Linked DNA regions of Oryctolagus cuniculus: region 2 is linked to region 1. A link is a contact called in public Micro-C data. All regions are on one chromosome and are shown on one strand. Each heading gives the region's core, a stretch centred on a gene start, on an enhancer-like site or on the middle of the called end of the contact. The rest is flanking DNA. Distances are from core to core; before and after follow the strand shown.

Region 1 (3,386 bases), core at 638-3,137:
TTTGTTTATGTAGTGCAGTGTTTCTCCAGCTTGAGAAATGCTGGAGCCTCCTTAAAGGAAAAAAAAATGCCTTTGGCACCTCCTAGTGTCGGCAAATAGGTTTCCTTTTATTAATTAGGTAGGTGCGCTTTTAAAACCAAGCTCCGGCTTGTAGGGTTTTTACAGCCACAAAACCAAGCCCAATTTATAAATGAATTATAAACAAACTGCAAAGCAATAAAATGGAAGAACAAACCCGGTAGCTCCACGTTCAGAAATCATGTTTGGTTGGGATTCTCCTGCCACTGGCAGAATAAAGTGAAATGTCTCATTTACCTCACGTCCCAAATAAACCAACTCAACCATTACTGATTTTTTTGTCAAGCTACGACTGGCTGGGACAGAGCACGTTAAGTTCGTCTCTTTATGGTCCCCTTCCTGGCCCCACCCAAGAAGATCCGTAACCCAAACACATAATGGGTTCCATCTGATGCTTCTAGAATATTCTTAGGTTGATTTTTTTTTTCAAAGACTGCCATCAAAGTGAAGACACAATTTTTCAATTCATGGAAGAGAGCTAGTAAGTGTAGAATTTGAAAGACATTGGCATGGAGCTTGTCTTTAAGGGTGTGGCTCAACCCTTCGCAAAGGGCTCTGTGTGAACCCTTGGGCTGTGTTACCTGCCAAGACACTTGCTCAAAGTCTGCCATGGTAGAGAGTGGAACAGTCATAACCGGTCGCCCGGAGGTGGAGGCAGAGAGGAGGGGGACCGTCACAGAGGTGCACTCGGACTGCAGGAATAACTTCTCGTGATGTATGGCGCAGGAGGACGACTCTGGCTGACAGCCACTAATTATATATTGCAAAATAGCGCGTAGAGAGGAGGTTGAATGTTCTCAACACAGAGACGTGATACATGACTGTTGTAGACATATATTGAAACATTACACTGAACACTGTAAATATGTATAATTGTTATGTGTCAGTTAAAATCTGCTTTAATTTTTTAACAGACTATTTGACAGGTCAAATGATGGAGAGACAGAAAGACAGTGAGAGAGAGAGAGAGAGAGAGAGATCGATCTTCCATCCACTGGTTTACTCTCCAAATGGCTGCAATGGCCCAGGGTAGTCCAGGCCTAAGCCAAAAGCCTGGAACCTTATCTGGGTCTCCCACATGAGTGGCAGGTGCCCAAGTACCTGGGCCATCTTCCAGTCCTTGCCAAGTGCGTTAGCAGGGAGCTGGGTTGGAAGTAGAGCAGCTGGGACTCGAACCAGCGCTCCAATTTGGGATGCGAACATCACAGTGTGGGCTTAACCTGCTGCGCCGCGGTCCAGGCCCTTGTTTCATTGGTAAATTACGCTTATGCAGGGCGTTTCCTTCAGTTCTATCAGTGACGATCTCGAGCCGGTCGCCATGACTTGACCCGGAAGCGGGCTGGTGGCTGGGTTTACTCCACCCACCAGCTGGGCAAATAGGCATCGATCAGGCCGTGGGCCCTGCCACCGTGGTGCGTGAGGAGCAGGACCAGGCGGTGAGCGGGTTGCTGAGAAGCAGGGAGGAAGCAGCCCTGGCTTCAGAGCTGAGCTAACTTGGCCTTGGCCCCGAGTTCCGACCAGGGCCCTGCACTCCCTGCCCTGACTCCCATCCTTACTGTCACCCACGGAACAAGCTGCAGGAGAACAGAACAGTCAGGGCCATGACCCGAAAGAGGTGACTGATACTGGAGTATCTATCGCCCTGTCCTCAGGGAGGGGTCAGACCATGCAGGCCACTCGCGGGAGGGCACGCCCAGGCGGAGCTGGGCAAGGCATTTGGTATCACCACTTCCCTGTCTGCTGTACTCAATAAACAGATGACTATAAATAGCCCGTGCCTCTCGGTGCACAGCATTGCATAATTAACACCCATGGGAAGGTTTTGGCCAGGACTGGGATGGAACACTTGCCTTGCATTGTGACCCAACAAATTCACCCGAGGACCACTTAACCACCAGTTAACCCCTTATAGAAGATGCGAGAAGGAAAAATGCCTACAATGGTAGGCAAATTAATTTGTGAGACATGCGCTATCCTTCTCTCCCTAATCTCTTCTCAAGGAACCATGCAATGGGAGTCATGGCTGATGCCTTCAATTATTTTGCCCAGGGATAGTTCAACAAGGATTTATGATATAAAATTCTCCACAAAAAATCTTGTATTTCCAGAGCGCTAAGTTTAGGGAAAATGAATAAGTTCAGCAGAGTGGCAGAATACAAATCAACACCCAAAACTCAGTTGCATGTCTCTCATTAACAATGATTCTGAAAAGAAAATTCGAAAAAATAATCCTACCTACAACAGCATTGAAAATAATAGAATACTTGGGCATAAATTAACCAAGGTGATAAAAGACTTGTACATTGAAAACCACAAAAACATTAATGAAAGACATTAAAGAAAACTCAAACAAATGGAATAACATCCCTATTCATGGATTGGAGTACTTAATTTTTTTATTTTTTTATTTTTTTTTTTTTTTGACAAGCAGAGTGGACAGTGAGAGAGAGAGAGACAGAGAGAAAGGTCTTCCCTTTGCTGTTGGTTGACCCTCCAATGGCCGCCGCGGCTGGCGCACCGCACTGGGCTGAAGCCAGGAGCCAGGTGCTTCTCCTGGTCTCCCATACGGGTGCAGGGCCCAAGCACTTGGGCCATCCTCCACTGCACTCCTGGGTCACAGCAGAGAGCTGGCCTGGAGGAGGGGCAACCGGGACAGAATCCGGCGCCCTGACCGGGACTAGAACCCGGTGTGCCGGTGCTGCAGGCGGAGGATTAGCCTAGTGAGCCGCGGCACCGGCCTGGAATACTTAATATTGCTGACTGTCCATACCACACAGAGTAATCTACAGATTTAATGCAATCTTACCAAAATCCCAATGGCACGGTTTGCAGAAATTTTTTTAAAATGGATATAAAATATCAAGGAACCCTAAATAACCAAACAATCTTGGAAAAGAACAAAATTACAGGACTCACACTTCCTGATTTCAAAATGTATTACGGGCCAGTACTGTGGCATACCAGGTAAAGCTGCCGCCTGCAGTGCTGGTTCTAGTCCCGGCTGCTCCACTTCCCATCCGGCTCTCTGCTATGGCCTGGGAAAGCAGCAGAAGATGGCCCAAGTGCTTGGGCCCCTGCACCTGTGTGGGAGACCCGGAAGAAGCTCCTAGCTCCTGGCTTTGGATTGGCCCAACTCTGGCCTTTGCGGCCATTTGAGGAGTGAATTATAGTCTAAAATGACTCATGTTCCAAAATAACCAGAAAAAAATAAATAGAAATGGCAAGTGTGTGAGGAGGTGGAAATGCTAATTATCCTGACTGGATTATTGCATGTTGTAGACCCTTATCAAATTATAATACTATAAATA
Region 2 (3,386 bases), core at 535-3,034, 500 kb before region 1:
ATGTCCACGCCCATGCACACTTCTTTGTGGATACTGTGCTTGTTTTCTATCTAATTTGATGGGGAAAAGACCCCTGAAACCCAACGAATCAACTGTGTCAAGTATTGAAGCCATTTCTCTGCGGCTCCCTGGACGGCCAGTGTGCTGAATCAGATTTACAAAGTTTCCCCCTGGTTGCAATCCAGAGGCCACAGGCCTGTGCTCGGCTGTCCCTGCATGCAGGTGACGAGGCAGGAAATTTGCTTGCACGTGGTGCCACTCCACCCTCTTCCCAGCACAAATCCTGAGAATTCTCCTCTACCACGCTCAGTAGATATGAATCATCCACAGCTCCAGATTAAAATGTGTTTTGTAACATTCTCTATTAATGAGCCAAATTGTTGTCTCAATATATTTCAAATCATCTCTGGTAATAACACACTTTCGTGTGTGTGCATAAATCTGGATGATAAAACACCTGGCGTAAAGGCAAAAAATGTTCTAGTTGCCATATTGCAACAACTGGTCAACGCATTTCAAATTAATTCAACATCGCTTTTATTTCCTCTTAGAACTAAAAATCACACTGTGCAAGAATCTCTGAATATGGAGGGACTGGCAATTTAGTGGTGATTACATTTTTCGAGAGGCAGAGAGACGGAGAGAGAGCTGCTATCCACTGGCCGCGGGGTGGGGTGGGGGAGTTCGGCTGGCTGCCACAGGTGGAGCCAGGCGCTGGGGATGCAGTCCAAGACTGGCACGTGGGTGGCAGGAGCTCAGTTACCGGAGCTGTCACAGGTTCTGTGCTGGCAGGAAGCTGACGTCAGGAGCCGGGTGGGGAATGGAACCCAGGCACTCCGATATGGGAGATGTGGGACGTGGGCATCTTAAGCAGTAGGCTGCTTGCTCCCAATCCGATGGTAATTTTTTCTTACATAGAAATCTCCGGAAGAAATCCGGAATTTTCCAAATATTAAAAACCTGCTGTTATCACGACTCAGACACGACCTTTTCAACATTGCTGAACGCCAAGGAGCAGATCACGAATAACAAAGCGCGCAATCGTCAATGCCCGTGATGCGCGGTCGTCAAACAGCACATCTCTTGAGAAAGGAAACAGCACAGTTCAGTCTGGAATTGGGTGAGAATGCTAAAATCCTTCTTAATAGGCCAGATGTTAAAAAAAAAAAAAAGCACAACCTAAACTTGGAGAATAAAAGTTCTCATTTACCTAAAGAAGAACGTGTTCATTTTTACTTGGAATAAAATTATTGGTTAATTTTTTGCTGTACTTTTTCGAGTTTGACAAAGCACACCATAACCAGAGACAAAAGGCAAAGAAAGAAATGTGTAGGAAATCTATTTACCAGCCGGGTAGTGAATGTTAGTGATTGTGTGTGTGTGAGTGTGTGTGTGTGTGTGTGTGTATACAAGTTTGCAAAAAGGGAACAGATGCTTTGTTTTGAGCCAGCATCGATTCCACTGACCAACTCAGATGGCAAAGACTCTGTAGGCTGTATTTCTTCACTGCCCGTCCCAAGAGAAGTGATGAGCAGCAGGATTTCGACTTGTTTGTCATCCATGGGCAGTATTGCTGGGAGCACGCATTCCAGTACCGAGCGGCTGCTGGGATTGAACTGTGGGATGAAGGCAGCAGAGGATTGGGGGCCCGTGCACCCCCCAGTCTCTGCAGAGAGGGTCTGGTCGTCAGGTGGGCCCAGCAGCCCGGGTGTCTTCCCTGCAGGTCACGTGGCGGACCTGCCCTAGGCTGACCCATCCTCCTCTGGGAAGGCAGGCGTTGCTGTGGAATGAACACAGCCTTCAGGGCCCCATGGACTAGAGCTCTTCCTACGCTCCCATGAACAACAGGAGCGCGGCTACGTCCCTAAACCTCAGTGTCTCTACAGCCCCGGAGCTGCGTAACCCTGATCTCACAGCCGGGAGGCTGGAGGGTCTCATGAGATAACCTAAGGAAGACAGCTGACACAGTGCTTGTTCGTATGTGCTTAGCAGATAAAATAAAAGGCCATTGGATGCACACTCTGAGGGTTCACGTGGGTTTAAGCTGGGTCACATGACCTGGGGCAAATCATGCCCTGTAGAGAAAGGAACCTCTTTATTTCCAGCTGTAAAATGAGTCCAGAAGGTTCCATCAAGACAAAGTCATGGAAGTGCTTTGGACATCGGTAGGCATTAAATAGATGTTGCAGACACATCTTTAAATAGAGTTTCTGGGGCCTGCTTTGTGGCATAGTGGGTAAAGCCGCTACCTGCAGTGCAGGCATCCCATATGGGCACTGGTTTGAGTCCCGGCTGCTCCAGTTTCCACCCAGGTCTCTGCTATGGCCTGGGAAAGCAGTAGCAGATGGCCCAAGTCCTTGGGCCCCTGCACCCATGTGGGAGACCTGGAAGAAGATCCTGGTTCCTGGCTTCAGATTGGTGCATCTCCGGCCATTGTGGCCATCTGGGGTGTGAACCAGCGGATGGAAGACCACCCCCCACCCCCTGTAATTCTGACTTTCAAATAAATAAATAAATAATTCTTTAAAAAATAGCATTCTTAAATGCTAAGATCCAATTGCTATGGTTTTAATACTGTATACAAATGCAAAGGTGCTTTAAAAATACATATGGGATAGGGCTGGTGCTGTGGCGCAGTGGGTTAATGCACTGGCCTGAGGTGCCGGCATCCCATATGGGCGCCGGTTCTAATCCCGGCTGCTCCTCTTCCAATTCAGCTCTCTGCTGTGGCCTGGGAGAGCAGTAGAAGATGGCCCAAGTCCTTGGGCCCCTGCACCCATGTGGGAGACCCAGAAGAAGCTCCTGGCTCCTGGCTTCGGATCAGTGTGGTTCTTGCCGTTGCGGCCAGCTGGAGTGGGAACCATCAGATGAAAGACCTCTCTCTCTCTCCCTCTCTCTCTCTCTGTGTAACTCTGACTTTCAGATAAATACAACTTTAAAAAATGTTTTTAATTATGCAAAATGTGTATTATTTGGTGAATACTACTCTCCAGTGCTTCTATGTGAAGTAGATTTTTTATTTTAAACATCTTGTACTAGATGTATACATCCAACTATCTGTTTTACATCCCCTGACTGCCCCAAAGTCACCTTAAAATCAGCATGTGTGAGGCAGACATTTGGCACCACAGTTAATACACCACTTGGGAGGGGCAGGCATTGTGGCACAGTGGGTTAACGCCCTGGCCTGAAGCACTGGCATCCGATATGGGCACCAGTTCAAGACCTGGCTACTCTACTTATGATCCAACTCTCTGCTAGGTCTGGGAAGGCAGTAGAAGATGGCCCAAGTCCTTGAGCCTCTGCACCCACGTGGGAGACCCAGAAGAAGCTCCTGGCTCCTGGCTTCGGATCGGCGCAGCTCCGGCTGTTGTGGCCATCTGGAG

The links. A called contact is a pair of places that touch in the nucleus more often than the background predicts.
Region 2: a contact with region 1 is called in a Micro-C map of ear pinna, with 5 times the contacts expected there. The contact joins two enhancer-like sites. A contact is called at or near these places in 3 of 6 Hi-C or Micro-C datasets (ear pinna, skin fibroblasts and an unstated tissue).

What each region holds. Positions count from the first base shown.
Region 1 is chr4:11,651,747-11,655,132 of mOryCun1.1, reverse strand. The region is part of intron 2 of LOC138849237 (a long non-coding RNA gene); the gene reads right to left. Among named protein-coding and RNA genes, the nearest start is that of IFNGR2, 39 kb to the right of the region's middle. Within about 2 kb of position 1,887, at least 3 of the 8 cell types and tissues checked have an H3K27ac peak or open chromatin away from gene starts, as enhancers often do. A contact at or near this core is called in ear pinna, where this site is marked.
Region 2 is chr4:12,148,704-12,152,089 of mOryCun1.1, reverse strand. No RefSeq gene overlaps it. Among named protein-coding and RNA genes, the nearest start is that of EPCIP, 16 kb to the left of the region's middle. Within about 2 kb of position 1,784, at least 1 of the 8 cell types and tissues checked has an H3K27ac peak or open chromatin away from gene starts, as enhancers often do. A contact at or near this core is called in ear pinna, where this site is marked.